2 separate regions of the Pan troglodytes genome follow, and region 1 is linked to region 2. A link is a contact called in public HiChIP or PLAC-seq data. All regions are on one chromosome and are shown on one strand. The core of a region is the stretch at or near the end of the contact, and the rest is flanking DNA. Distances in the headings are between cores, read along the strand shown. Region 1 holds the start of ARHGAP39 (Rho GTPase activating protein 39). Region 2 holds the start of LRRC24 (leucine rich repeat containing 24).

Evidence for each region. HiChIP or PLAC-seq counts read pairs in DNA pulled down with a chosen protein or histone mark.
Region 1: an H3K4me3 HiChIP or PLAC-seq map of stem cell-derived excitatory neurons shows a contact between it and region 2, with 4 times the contacts expected there. The contact joins the promoter of ARHGAP39 here to the promoter of LRRC24 in region 2. A contact is called at or near these places in 1 of 7 Hi-C or Micro-C datasets (stem cell-derived neural progenitor cells) and 1 of 1 datasets of contacts at active chromatin or transcription factors (stem cell-derived excitatory neurons).

The regions. Positions count from the first base shown.
Region 1 is chr7:155,049,816-155,057,101 of NHGRI_mPanTro3-v2.0_pri, reverse strand. ARHGAP39 (Rho GTPase activating protein 39) reads left to right here and starts at 2,770. Exons shown (of 11, transcript XM_024345394.3): 1 at 2,770-2,936.
Region 2 is chr7:154,892,724-154,899,784 of NHGRI_mPanTro3-v2.0_pri, reverse strand. LRRC24 (leucine rich repeat containing 24) reads left to right here and starts at 1,750. Exons shown (of 5, transcript XM_063817499.1): 1 at 1,750-1,886; 2 at 3,807-4,024; 3 at 4,121-4,399; 4 at 4,562-4,730; 5 at 5,436-6,829. The coding sequence starts at 3,866. The coding sequence ends at 6,370. It overlaps C8H8orf82 (chromosome 8 C8orf82 homolog), which reads left to right. Exons shown (of 3, transcript NM_001246478.1): 1 at 1-99; 2 at 767-815; 3 at 1,052-2,628. The coding sequence ends at 1,497. LRRC14 (leucine rich repeat containing 14) reads right to left here. Exons shown (of 3, transcript XM_016960162.3): 3 at 6,821-7,061.

The sequences.
Region 1 (7,286 bases), core at 1,521-4,020, 160 kb before region 2:
CGACATCTTTACTATGTTATACCACCTGGTCCACGAGCGTGCTATGTTCCTCCATTTATTTATTATTGTTTTACTTTCTGAGACAGGGTCTCGCTCTGTTGCCCAGGCTGGAGTGCAGTGGTGTGATCACAGCTCACCACAGCCTCGACCTGCCCAGGCTCAAGTGATCCTCACACCTCAGCCTCTTGACTACGCCTGGCTAATTTAAAATTTCTTTTTGTAGACACGGGGTTGCCTTATGCAGCCCAGGCTGGTCTCGAATTCCTGATCTCAAGCGTTCCTCCACCTTAGCCTGGAAAAGCAATGGGATTACAGCTGTGAGCCACCACACAGGTCCCCCTCCATTAGTGGGGACTTTAGATTTTCTTTTTAAGTCCTTAAAGAGTTAAGTGTCCTTGGCCAGGTGTGGTAGCTCACGCCTGTAATCCCAACACTTTGGGAGGCTGAGGTGGGTGAATCACTTGAGGTCAGGAGTTTGAGAGGAGCCTGGCCAACTCGGTGAAACCCTATTTCTACTAAAAATACAAAAAATTAGCCAGGAGTTGTGGTGGGCACCTGTAATCCCAACTACTCAAGAGGTTGAGGCAGGAGAATTGCTTGAACCCAGAAGGCAGAGGTTGCAATGAGCCAAGATGGCGCCACTGTACTCCAGCCTAGGTGACACAGCAAGACTCCATCTCAAAAAAAAAAAAAAAAAAAAGAGTTAAATGTCCTCTATAAATATTTTCTATATTTTTAATTAGTTAAGTGTGTGGTCACCAGGGTGGGAAATGCTCACTGTAAATGTGTGGTCACGGGGGTGGGAAGTGCTCACCGCCAGTGTGTGGTCACGGGGGTGGGAAGTGCTCACCGCCAGTGTGTGGTCACGGGGGTGGGAAGTGCTCACCGCCAGTGTGTGGTCACGGGGGTGGGAAGTGCTCACCGTAAATGTGTGGTCACGGGGTGGGAAGTGCTCGCCGCCAGTGTGTGGTCACGGGGTTGGGAGGTGCTCGCCGCCAGTGTGTGGTCACGGGGGTGGGAGGTGCTCGCCGCCAGTGTGTGGTCACGGGGGTGGGAGGTGCTCGCCGCCAGTGTGTGGTCACGGGGGTGGGAGGTGCTCGCCGCCAGTGTGTGGTCACGGGGGTGGGAGGTGCTCGCCGCCAGTGTGTGGTCACGGGGGTGGGAGGTGCTCGCCGCCACTGTGTGGTCACGGGGGTGGGAGGTGCTCGCCGCCAGTGTGTGGTCACGGGGGTGGGAAGTGCTCACCGCCAGTGTGTGGTCACGGGGGTGGGAAGTGCTCACCGCCAGTGTGTGGTCACGGGGGTGGGAAGTGCTCACCGCCAGTGTGTGGTCACGGGGGTGGGAAGTGCTCACCGCCAGTGTGTGGTCACGGGGGTGGGAAGTGCTCACCGCCAGTGTGTGGTCACGGGGGTGGGAAGTGCTCACCGCCAGTGTGTGGTCACGGGGGTGGGAAGTGCTCACCGCCAGTGTGTGGTCACGGGGGTGGGAAGTGCTCACCGCCAGTGTGTGGTCACGGGGGTGGGAAGTGCTCACCGCCAGTGTGTGGTCACGGGGGTGGGAAGTGCTCACCGCCAGTGTGTGGTCACGGGGGTGGGAAGTGCTCACCGCCAGTGTGTGGTCACGGGGGTGGGAAGTGCTCACTGTAAATGTGTGGTCACGGGGTGGGAAGTGCTCACCGCCAGTGTGTGGTCACAGGGGTGGGAAGTGCTCACCGCCAGTGTGTGGTCACGGGGGTGGGAGGTGCTCGCCGCCAGTGTGTTGTCACAAGTTTAAGGCGAAGGCAGTCAGCCTGGATGTGTGATTTTCTTCAGTAGTCATGGAGGAGAAGGGTTGGGCTCGCCCAGTTGGGTTTTCTAAGTGAATACAGTGGAGAGGGAGCGGGAGGCGAAAAAGCACTGTGTATAAGAGTGAAGAGTGAAGTGTGACGGCGGGCGGCGAGACAGCCCGACGGGAGATCTCCTGAGGCGGGAGAGTCCCTGCAAGGCGAGTGAGCTGCAGGGCAGGAGGTGGAGCTCCACGGATGACTTTTGACGGGGGCCTTTCAGCCCTTTGCGGCTTCTCACGGTTGAGGACCCAGGGAATGTCCAGGACTGAAGGGTGTGCGCCCCTGTCTTCTACTATCGAAGCTTCAGGCTGTTTAGCCTCCGTTTCTCCAGAAATGCCAGTCAGATTTAATTTCCAGAAACGCACCTGGCACTAAGAGAATCTAGAAAACCAGACTGAATGCAGATTAGAAAACGCCGAACGGAGCACTAGTCGAGCTGCAGCTGAGTGAATGACCGAGTAAAAGTGACAGGACTAAAAAGGTGAGAATAACAGGAGGTGAAAAGACACGAGCCCGCCACAAGAAGGACTGAGGAACAGGGCAGCCCACGTTTTGAGAAGAATGGCTGTATTTCTAGAGTCGAAGAAAAGTGAAATCTCAGACTCGGGAAGCCCAACGTGGTTTGAGACGGCAAAATTACACCAAACCACACCGAGACGTGTCAGATGGTAACTGCTCTGCACCAAAAGAGACGGAAAGACACCGCTAACTCACAGGGTAGGTCCCCGCGGGAGGCCTCTGGCGCGGCGAAGGGGCGGGGCCAGGCGGCTCCCAGCATGCCGCGCGCGCCCTCCGCGGGACTCCGGCTCCCGGCATGCCGCGCGCCAGCGCATGCGTGATGCGGCCTCGCGAGGCAGTGCCCCCTGGCGGCGGGTGGTGACCGCCGCGGGGGCGGAGCCGGAGGCGGGGGGTTGCGCTTGGTGACGGGAGGACGCGCGGCCGCCGCGCACTGGGCCGGCGGCGGCGGCGGCGGCGGAGGACGCCGACAGCACGGGCTGCCGCGGCAGCAGCGGCGGAGCAGCAGAGAGGCCGGGGAGCGGCGGCCGGCTCACGCGCGTCGCGCGGGCCGGGATGAGGGACTGTGGCGGCGCGGCCCGCGCGCAGCCGGCCGGTGAGAGCGCGGGCAACGGGCGGTGGGCGGCGCGGGCCAGGAAGATGGCGGAGGGGCCGGCGCTGCGGTCCCCGTGGTCCTGGCCCAGCCTCGGCGGAGGCTGCAGGCCCGGCAGCGCAAGGAATCCAGGCCCGCGGCGACTGCAGCGGCGGGAGGGGCTGTGACTGGGCCGTGGAGGGAGGGGGCGTGGGTGTGCGGGGCCCGGCCGGGCGGGGGGCGCGGAGGCTCGAGGGGCCAAGGCCGCGCGGGGCCCGGGTGCGCGCCGACGGGCCGGGCTGGGAGTCTGAGGGTGGGTGAGTGCGCGTGTGCCCGGCCCGAAGTGGGTGTGACTGTACCCTGTCCAGGGTGAGTTGTGTCCCTGCTCTAGGTGGTTGTGAGTGTGCCCGGCCCCAATGTGGGTGTGGGTGTGCCCCTGTCCAGAGTGAGTGTGAGTGTGCCCCTGTCCACGGTGGGTATGAGTGTGCCCGGCCCGAGGGGAGTGTGGGTGTGTCCGGCCCCAGGGGGGTGTGAGTGTGCTCCTGCCCGAGGGGGGTGTGAGTGTGCCCGGCCCTAGATGGGTGTGAGTGTGCCCCTGCCCGAGGGGGGTGTGAGGGGACCCCGCCCGTGGTGGGTGTGGGTGCACGTGTGCCCAGCCTGAGCTCGGGGCACCGGCCGCATTCCCGGGCGCCGTCGGAGTGGGGACAAGGTGGATGCCCGCCGGTCGGGGCTGGTGCCCGCGTCCTGAAGGGCGGCGCGGGTGCAGGGCTGCGGTGCGCTGCGGTTCAGCCTCGGGCTTTGTCCCCGGGGCGCAGGGAGCGGACATGGGCGTCTCCAGGTGGGGTCATGGCCGCCTGCGGGTGGGCTCTGCGGCCTCGCCTCTGCGGCAGGCGCGGGCTGGGGCTCCGGCGCTCGGAGCCTTCCCCTCCCGGTTGCCCCCCGAGCTGGAATTCCCTCGGTTGCTTCCCAGTTGCTGGAGTGCTGTGGGTGGAGGCGGCGTTCCGTGCCCAGGGCGGCGAGCGAGGCAGGCTGTGCATTTTGGGGCCCAGGACGTTTTTTATTTTAAAACGTGCAGCCGGCTCCTTGGCAGCTGTGGGTGTGTTCCGAGCCGCTTCCCACCAGCAGCTGCTGTGGGCGCTGCGCAGCTTCGGAAACGCAGCCGGGCCCCCTCCCCCTCAGTGCTGTACGGGTTTAACCAGACCTCCAGTGACCTCTGCTGAAAAACCTACAGTGGTGAGGCTTCTCGTGCGTCCTGGTACAACAATACGGAGATTTGTCTTTTGAAGCCAGTGAGGGGAATTGGACGCTGCGTCCTAGGTGCCCTCTATAGACAGCAGGTGGTTCCGTCGGCGGCGCCCGATCCACAAAGAGCAAGGTGCGATTCTCGCGCCGGGGGAGGGAAAGGCGATTTGATAGGAGGTGTGGCTGTAAATCGAGGAGACTCATTCCATAAACCGCCCTGGGCGCAGGCTCTGTAGCCATAAATGCTTGGAGTGAATGAATGGGGGTGGCGCCTCGCTCCCTGCACTTGGTCTAGCCAGCTGTCTTCCTGAGAGGCAGGGGAGCAGAGTGGACAGGAGGGCGGGTTCTGGAGCCAGGCTGCCCGCCTCTGAGTCTCGACTCTTCTGTTTACTGGCTTTGTGGTCTTCGGCAAGGTCTCTGTGCCTTTGGCTTCTCATCTGTAAAATGGGAACACTAATAATATTGGCCTCATAGGGTTGCTGTGAGGACTCAGTGAATTAAGACTTGTGAAACACTTTGTTCGTGGCACACTGTGTTTTAGAAAGTTAGGAATGGTTATTACTGCCAAGATCTGGTGCTTCCGGGGTGCATGTGCTGGGTCAGTGGGTCTTCAGTTTCTCCAGCACTGCCAACGTAATGTAAACTGGAAGTTTACATTAAGCTGGAAGTCTGTGGCGCTGGTTTCTCACACAAGAAAGCTGAGGTCATATTTGAACACATGTTTATAAAGGTAAAAGACAGACAAGCCTCACATACTTAGATGAATTATTATATAAGATTGTTTTAAGACGTTCTTAGAGAAAAATGGCCAGGTGCGGTGGCTCACGCCTGTAATGCCAGCACTTTGGGAAGCTGGGGTGAGCAGATCGCTTGAGGTCAGGAGTTCAAGATCAGCCTAACCAACATGGTGAAACCCCGTCTCTACTAAAAATACAAAAATTAGCTGGGTGTGGTGGCTCATGCCTGTAGTCCCAGCTACTTGGGAGGCTGAGACACAGAATCGCTTGAACCCAGGAGGCGGAGCTTGCAGTGAGCCGAGATTGTGTCACTGCACTCCAGCCTGGGCGACAGAGCGAGACTCTGTCTCAAAAAAAAAAAAAAAAAAAAAAGAATATTTTATTTTATTTTATTTTTATTTTTAATTTTTGAGACAGAGTCTCGCTCTGTTACCCAGGCTGCAGTGCAGTGGCACAATCTCGGCTCACTGCAAGCTCTGCCTCCTGGGTTCACGCCATTCTCCTGCCTCAGCCTCCCGAGTAGCTGGGACTACAGGCTCCTGTCACCACGCCTGGCTAATTTTTTGTATTTTTAGTAGAGACGGGGTTTCACCATGTTAGCCAGGATAGTCTCGATCTCCTGACCTCATGATCCGCCCGCCTCGGCCTCCCAAAGTGCTGGCATTACAGGTGTGAGCCACCGCGCCCAGCCAGTTTTTGCTTGTTTTTGAGACAGGGTCTCACTCTGCTGGCCAGGCTGGAGTGCAGTGGTGCGATCATGGCTCACTGCAGCCTCGACCTCCTGGGCTCAAGGCATCCTCCCACCTTAGCCTCCCAAGTAGCTGGGACTACAGGTGTGTGTCACCACACCTGGCTAATTTTTTTGTTCGGTTTTGTTTGTAGAGATGTGTTTTGCCATGTCACCCAGATTGGTCTCAAACTCCTGAGCTCAAGTGATCCACTTGCCTTGGCTTCCCAAAGTATTGGGATTACAGGCATGAGTCACTGCGCCCAGCCTGCCATTGTTGTTATACTTCTCAGTATTATCCTTGCAACAGAAAAGATGATTTATTAAAATAAACATTAAGTGACAGGGAAGACATAACAGAAAGTGAGAAGGTGGAATCACCAGCAGTGTAACATTCTGCCTGCTAAGCTGTTGTGAGAACTAAGAATTTTTTTTTTTTTTTTTTTTGAGACAGAGTCTTGCTCTGTTGCCCAGGCTGGAGTGCAGTGGCGCAATCTCGGCTCACTGCAAGCTCCGCCTCCTGGGTTCACGCCATTCTCCTGCCTCAGCCTCCCGAGTAGCTGGGACTACAGGCACCTGCCACCGCGCCTGGCTAATTTTTTGTATTTTTAGTAGAGATGGGGTTTCACCGTGTTAGCCAGGATGGTCTCGATCTCCTGACCTCATGATCCGCCCGCCTCGGCCTCCCAAAGTGCTTGGATTACAGGCGTGAGCCACCGCGCCCGGCCGAGAAGTAAGATTTAACTTGTTTCAGAACATAGTGGAAAGATTCCCCATATTTCTCAAGGAGATGGTCCTCCTCAAGTCTGGTCACCTCTTCCCTCTGTATCTTAGCTTTACCTTAGAAAATCGCATCTCATCACCTTTATATTGTGTGACACAAAGATTAGGGAAAACCCTTCCACCTTTAGTAGAGTGTTTTGAGATTTGTGACCTTTAAGGTGAGAATATTTAATGTTTAGATAGTGGTAACACAAATAGCCTAAGATAGATTTTTAAATGCCCATCCCAGCTTTGTCTCCTACCTCTCTGCTGGGATGGGCTGTGGAAGCTGCATGCTACATGGAGAGTTGGCATGTCCTTGAACAATTTATCAACAGTAGTTCAGAGAATGCAGCCTCCTGGTAGGCTTGTACTGGCTTCTTTGGTGCTGTTGAAAAAAAGTCTATGAAATACGCTCTTATATTGAAACACCTACTTCTACTAGCAAAGCCCCTCTGCTGTGCCTCTTCGTTGACTCAAGGTCCTGCGTCATAGACCTTATGCGATCCATCTCACAGTTAGCTTTGCAGGTGTCCTGTAAAGACACCACAAGGCATGGCTCAAAAGAGCAGACTCTGGTGTTCAGCCTGTGGAGCAGATTCCCTCTCAGAGCTGGACAGACTCCCTCGCAGAGCTGGACTACCCTGCCTGGCCTGTCTCCTGTCCCTTCTCGTTACCTTTCTTGCTTCAACAAGTGAAATCCTTACCCTCTGACACTGGCTGTCTCTGCTGCCACTGTGCTTGCCTCGTTGTGTCTTTCATCTGCCACTTAGACTTGTTCCCAAGTTTATCTGACAAGTCTTTGCTGTGCCCTGAGGTTGAGTCTGACCCTGACTTCCATACCCTGGCCACACTGTTTCCACCTGCTGTGGTCCTCCTCCTCAGCTGGTCTGCACGCCAACTCCT
Region 2 (7,061 bases), core at 501-3,000:
CGGGCCTGCAGCGGGGATGGGGGCGTTTCCTACACGCAGGGCCAGAGTCCGGAGCCCCGGACCCGCGAGTATTTCTACTACGTGGACCACCAGGGCCAGGTGGGCGGGGGCAGGGCCGTTGCTCGAGAGGCGGGGCCGGGAGAGGTCTCTGGGCGGGGCGGGGGGGCGGGGCTCTGTGGGCGGGACCGTTGCTCGAGGGGCGGGGCCGGAGGGACGTTCCAGGCGGTGGGTGGGCGGGGCAACCTCGACTCCTCAGAGCTGGAGGAGAGCGCGCTGGAAAGACGGGGAGCTGGGTCGGTCCGGGCCGAGGCTCCTACATGGGCCGCGTCCCTGCTGCGTTGTGCAGCTCCGGACTCTGTCCTACAAGTCCCCAGCCCCGGCGCTGACTTCTCGCCGCTGCCAGGGAGACACCCGGGCCGCCCCGCCTTTTTTTGGAAGCCCTGTCAAAAGGCAGCTGCATGTCCGGGAGGCAGCAGGCCAGGTAGTCTCCGCGGAGGAGGTGGTACAACTGATTACAAACTTGAAAAGAGGGAAAAGGTGCGGTAAAGAATTGGCTGACCAGGGAGCAGAGGTGCGCATAGATGCGGATAAGTCGGCAGGGCCCCCAGGTTTACCTTTCACGCGCCTCCCTGCATGCGGTGTGCACAGACAAGCAGGAAAAGTGGGCTCGGGCCGGTTCAGGACCTCCCGAGCTTCAGGACCTCCTGAGCTTCCCCGCCCCCACCTGCACGCTGGGACTTATCACGGCCTGGCCCTCTATCTGCAGCTTTTCCTGGATGATTCCAAAATGAAGAATTTCATCACCTGCTTCAAAGGTAATGCTGTGCCTCCCTCTCCAGCCCCTTCTTTCTCCCTTCCGGGCAGCCCCTGATGGGCTCCCCGACTCTGCCGACGGGCCCAGCGCACCAAGGAGTGGGCGTCCTGCGCTCAGGAGCCCCGCTGAGTGAGGCCAGGCGAACCTCTTACCGTCGGCGCCTGCCCTCGGTATGGTCCTGGGCCCGGAGGCCTTGGGAGCCCAGCGCGCTGAGTACACGCGCCCTTCATCCCCCAGACCCGCAGTTCCTGGTCACCTTCTTCTCCCGCCTGAGACCCAACCGCAGCGGGCGCTACGAGGCCGCTTTCCCCTTCCTCTCGCCCTGCGGCAGAGAGCGCAACTTCCTGCGCTGCGAGGACCGGCCGGTGGTCTTCACGCACCTGCTGACCGCGGACCACGGGCCTCCGCGCCTCTCCTACTGCGGCGGTGGCGAGGCCCTGGCCGTGCCCTTCGAGCCGGCGCGCCTGCTGCCCCTGGCCGCCAACGGGCGCCTGTACCACCCGGCGCCGGAGCGTGCGGGCGGCGTGGGCCTGGTGCGCTCCGCCCTGGCCTTCGAGCTCAGTGCCTGCTTCGAGTACGGGCCCGGCGCGCCTGCGCTGCCCTCGCACGTGCGCTGGCAGGGCCGCCGCCTCGCCCTCACCATGGACCTGGCCCCGCTGCTGCTCGCGGCTTGGCCGCCCTGAGCGGGGCCAAGGGAAAGGCGGGAGGCCGCGGGCGCCTCTCGCCCCGCTCCCCCGGGACTCCACGCCCCGGAAAGCCCGCGCCACCCGCGCTCGCGGCAGCCTAGTGCGCCTGCGCGCTCTGGGCCCCGCCCCCCTCCCATCCGGCGCTGTCCTTGGTGCTGCCGCGGCCTGGCCCTCCCGGACACCCCGCTCCCCACGGCGCGCGCCCCCCGCGCACCCGACTCCGGCGCCCTCCGGATTGGCCTGCGCTCGAGACGTCAGGCACTGGCGGCGGGCGCGGGGCTCTGGTGCGCGTGCGCGAGCGTCCCCCGCCCCCTCCCAGCCCGGCGACTGCTCGGGCCCGGCCGCCACCTGCACGGCGGGGGAGCCGCTCGCCGCGGGAGCGTCAGGTGAGGGGACGCCCGACCCAAGGTCACCAGGCGTGGGGGCGCTGGGGGATCGGGGACCATCCCGGCTCTGACCCTGGTGCGCTCCGAGAAGGGCGTGGGTCCTGGAGGGGGATGGGGAACGCGGAGGCCACGCCCTCCCTGAGCCCGGCCGAAAATCAACTGGCTCTCGTGGGTAGCAGAGGAGGCCGTGGGGGATACAGGCACCGGGTCGCAGCGCTGCAGAGGTGCGCAAGGGCCGCCCAAAGACCAGCTTGGGCCTCGCACTGCGCCCGAGGCAGACACAGGGCGTTCCATCCTCTTCCCTCCCCCCTCCCGCACAGAGGGGCGCCCAGGAGGCAGTGACAGTCGTCGCGGAATCCTGCGTGTGACACCCCGCCCCTGCCCAGCGGATTAGGGGGTTGTCCTCTGGTAAAAGGATTTCTGGGCTTCTTTCCGCCTGGGGCCCTCATCCCTGCCCTGGCAGGCCCTTCTACACCGATCTGCATCTAGTGGGGGGGTCAGCGTGAGCAGCAGTGCCGTGAGTTCTGAGGCCAAGAACCTTCTCCACTTGAGAAGCCTTCCTGGGGGAGGCTGACTGGGCCAGGCCTGGAGCCACGTACCAACACTTTATACCCAGGGGAATGGATCCCAAGGGCCCAGATAACGCCCCCAACTTCTTGGGGTTCACACGCATCCTGAGACATCTGGGAACTGCCTCTGCCTGGGCCAAAGCTATTCCATTAAAACTTTATTGCTGTGCTTACTTATTTCTAATGACTTTAAATAATCACGTGAGTTACAATTTAGGGCAAGATTTAAACAAACACCAAGGCCACTTGGTCCTGTCCCTTTCCACATGACTCGAAAGGAGGAAGAGCTGATGGACAGGCAAATGTTTGGGGAAGCCGGCCAGATGAGGCTGGGAGACAGGACACCTGCAGCCCTGTTTTCCCTGGCTTCGGGTGGGCTGGCTGGCTTAGCCCAGATCCCTACTTTTAAAACTGGGCTCCTTGTTCCTGAAACCAGACCCCAGCCTTCCCATTTCTTTACAAGTACATGCATATGGTCCCCCAGCAAACTCCCTGCTCCTTGCTGATCTCAGAGGTCACGCTGCTCCCAGAGCCCACTTGGGAAGCCACACCAGAAACCCAGTTGGTGGCCCAAGGCGTCCCCTGTCCCACCCCAGCTTTCCCAGGGCCCCATCTATCCCCAAAGACAGGACACCTTTCTGGGGACCGGCATGGGAAGCACAGACCCATGGCTCCTGAACCGAATTTCCTATTATTTTTCTCATCCCCCAATTCTCTGACAGGTTACCTGAGAAAAAGGCCCAATTGTAGTTAAGCTGGTCCCACCCCTAGGCCAGCAGGAGCAGGTGCTAGACAAAGCTGTGCCTTGACTTCCCTGGGGCTCGTAGCTCCTCTGAGGCCAGCTCTGCCCAGGCCCCCACAAGGAGGCGTGTCTGCCCAGGGCCTGCTCTCCCCCTCCTAGCCATGCTTGGGTAATGGGACCCCGGGCTTTGTCACCTAAGCAAAGTTCTCAAGCCATACCCTGTACTTCCAGCTTCTTGCACCCTAGAACCAAGCAGCAGCCACTTGCCTGGGGGTAGAGTCGGGGGCAGCAAGCGACACACATCCACGTCCTGAGCAGGAAGCTCCTGACCTGCTGGGCATGGGTGGAGAAAGAGAAGGTGACAGGGTTGGGTGGCTCTCCCTACATGGTCACATCCTGTGAAGAAACTGAGGACACCAGGAATTCTAAATTTGAACCTGATGCCCCAGAGCTTTAAGAAAATGTTTTTGTCAAAGGAGAAAACCAGAACGTTTTATTAGTTTCTTGAACCGATTTATAGCGTCAAAAGTTAGACGCAGGTGCAGGCCTCCATTCCATCTATTGGCTGGCTCTCGACTGCCGAGACTGGCCTGCCAACCTGTGTTTCAGGAGGGCACGCGTCTGCGGCTGAACCGCGGAAGGGCCGGTGAGGAACCGGGCCTCGGGAGATGGCCCTGAGGGCCCCCGCACTGCTGCCGCTGCTGCTGCTACTACTGCCGCTCCGCGCCGCCGGCTGCCCAGCAGCCTGCCGCTGCTACAGCGCCACGGTGGAGTGTGGCGCCCTGCGGTTGCGCGTCGTCCCGCTGGGAATCCCGCCAGGGACGCAGGTGGGCACCGTGTGGAGCTGCGGGAGGACGGGGTGCCCCCAGGGAGAGGAAGACCCCCGCAGCGGGGTAAGCGCCTCCTCTTTCCCCGGCCTGCAGACACTCTTCCTGCAGGACAACAACATCGCCCGCCTAGAGCCGGGAGCCCTGGCGCCACTCGACGCTCTGCGCCGGCTCTACCTGCACAACAACAGCCTGCGCGCCCTGGAGGCCGGCGCCTTCCGCGCGCAGCCGCGCCTGCTGGAGCTGGCGCTCACTAGCAACCGGCTGCGCGGCTTGCGCAGCGGCGCCTTCGTAGGCCTGGCCCAGCTGCGCGTGCTCTACCTGGCGGGCAACCAGCTGGCGCGGCTGCTGGATTTCACCTTCTTGCACCTGCCGGTGAGCGCCTGGGGTCTAAAGGGGCGGGATACTCCATTATGGCCCCTCGCCCTGTAGGGCTGGAATAGTTAGAAAAGGCAACCCAGTCTAGCTTGGTAAGAAGAGAGACATGCCCCCAACCTCGGCGCCCTTTTTCCTCACGATCTGCTGTCCTTACTTCAGCGACTGCAGGAGCTTCACCTGCAAGAAAACAGCATTGAGCTGCTGGAGGACCAGGCTCTAGCGGGGCTGTCCTCCCTAGCACTGCTGGACCTCAGCAGGAACCAGCTGGGCACCATCAGCCGAGAGGCCCTGCAGCCCCTGGCCAGTCTGCAAGTCCTGCGCCTCACAGGTACCTCTTCCTCGGAAAGCGTCTCTGTCTGGGCCACGGTGTTGGCAGTAGGGAGCAGGCTCATGTGTGGAGGGGCTCTGACATCAGGCAACTGGGCAGCAGTCTGGAAGGCTGCACCACCACCTGCAGCCACAGTGGAGGGCTGCGGGAGTGGGTGTGCTGGGGGATACAGCTCAGGCACCCTGCCTGGGGAAAACAGAAGACAGGAACTCCACAGGGTGACTTAACAGAATTGAGGGTTCTGCACACTTTTAGGCTGTCAGAGGGGAGGCAGACAAAATTGCAAAGGAGAGAGACAGCTGACCAGGACTGGGGACATTCCCAAGAGAGGGCATCCAAAGACAAGGCTGAGAGGACTTGTGAGGTTTCAGTGCTGGTGAGATGTCTATGTGGACGCCCAGGTTCCTAAAAACAGTGGCACTTGTTGCAGGAAGACTTAAGGAGCAGGTGCTTTCTCAGAGACCGACGGAGAAGTGATCTGTAACAGGCAGGCATCACAGAGCTAAAGGGGAGGGGGGCGAGGGTGAAGGGCCTGCCGCCCCAAGGAGCTTGGGGTCAAGGAAGGGGTGGCAGGGGCCTTGGACTCCGTGTGAAAAAGCTGTGGGAGGTGGGAAAGAGGCCTCTGTCCTGGCCTGCAAAACCCTAACTGCACAGGCTGTTTTAGCAGCACCCTCAAGCCACCTGCCTAATGCTGCTCTCCCACAGAGAACCCATGGCGCTGTGACTGCGCCCTGCACTGGCTGGGTGCCTGGATCAAGGAGGGCGGCCAGCGGCTGCTCACCTCCAGGGACAGGAAGATCATGTGTGCAGAGCCCCCGCGCCTGGCGCTCCAGAGTCTCCTGGACGTATCCCACAGCAGCCTCATCTGCATTCCGCCCTCTGTCCACGTGCAGCCGCTGGAGCTCACAGCCAACCTGGGTGAGGACCTGCGGGTTGCCTGCCAAGCCTCCGGCTACCCGCAGCCATTGGTGACCTGGAGAAAGGTGCCCCAGCCTCGCGAGGGCCGGCCGCGAGCCCAGGCCCAGCTAGAAGGCGGGTTGCTGGGCCTGGGCGGACACTCGGCATCCGACACGGGCAGCGGCATGCTCTTCCTCAGCAACATCACGCTGGCGCACGCCGGTAAGTACGAGTGCGAGGCCTCCAACGCCGGCGGCGCTGCCCGCGTGCCCTTCCGGCTCCTGGTCAACGCGTCCCGGCAGCAACCGCAGCAGCCCGCGCAACCGCCGCCTCCGGCCGCCCGCCCCGCCGGCAGCGAGCCCCGGCCCGAGGCGGGCAGCATGGCCTTCCGCGCCCTGGGCCTGGCCACGCAGACGGCCGTTGCGGCGGCCATCGCGCTGCTGGCGCTCACGGCGCTGCTCCTGGTCGCCATGATCTGTCGCCGGCGCCGCAGGCGAAAAAAGGCGCGGGGGCCTCCGGGGGAGGGCGCGGTGTTCGTCAACGACTACTTGGACGGCCCCTGTACGTTCGCACAGCTAGAGGAGCTCCGCGACGAGCGCGGCCACGAGATGTTCGTCATCAACCGCTCCAAGCCGCTCTTCGCCGAGGGTCCGGCGGAGGCGCCCGCGGACTGCGGACAGGCAGAGGGGGCGGGGCCGGGGCTCCGCGTGCCCCCGCCGGTCGCCTACGAGATCCACTGCTAGGGCCGCGGGCGCGCGGATGACGTGGGCGCCGGAGATTGGCCGGTGCGGCCTCACGCATGCTCCGTCAGTAAAGGTGGAAGCCGCGCAGTGTGCGCTGAGCCTGTGTGTGGGGCGCGAGCCGGGAACGTTGCACTCGGGAATCCTGGGGTAGCAATGGAAGGTGGCCAGGGAGGCCCCAACACCTCCCTTGAAGCTCTTCCGAAAAGACATCACCCCAACCTCCAGCTCTGCATGGGGGGGTCCCTCGCTGGCCCTGGCCGGCCACAGTAGGATCTTGGGCCTCCGAAAGGTGGGAAGAGCAAGGACTGGCCGGCAGTGCCGACGGGGCTGCCCCGCGAAGGGCGGGGCGACAGGCTGGATGGCAGTTGTTGCCCGGTGGCCATGTTGGGGGTGACAGCAGAGATAAGGATAAGGGTGACCAACGTGGACAGAAAAAAAAACAGCCACAAATTCAACTTCCAGGCACATGTGTACCTTGATGACCCCCTCCAGCCCGAGCCCAGCCCAGTGGGGTGGCTGGGTGGCAGGGTAGGGAACACGTAAGAGGCGCGAGTGCCTGGGGACTCCCAGCCTCCCTGAAGCAGGCCTCTGTCCAACTTCAACCCCAGAAGCACTGAGCTCTCAGTAAAGGGAGAGGAAAGGCCTAGAGAGGCCATCATCTCTCTCAGCTCACAACTGGAATCCCAAAGCA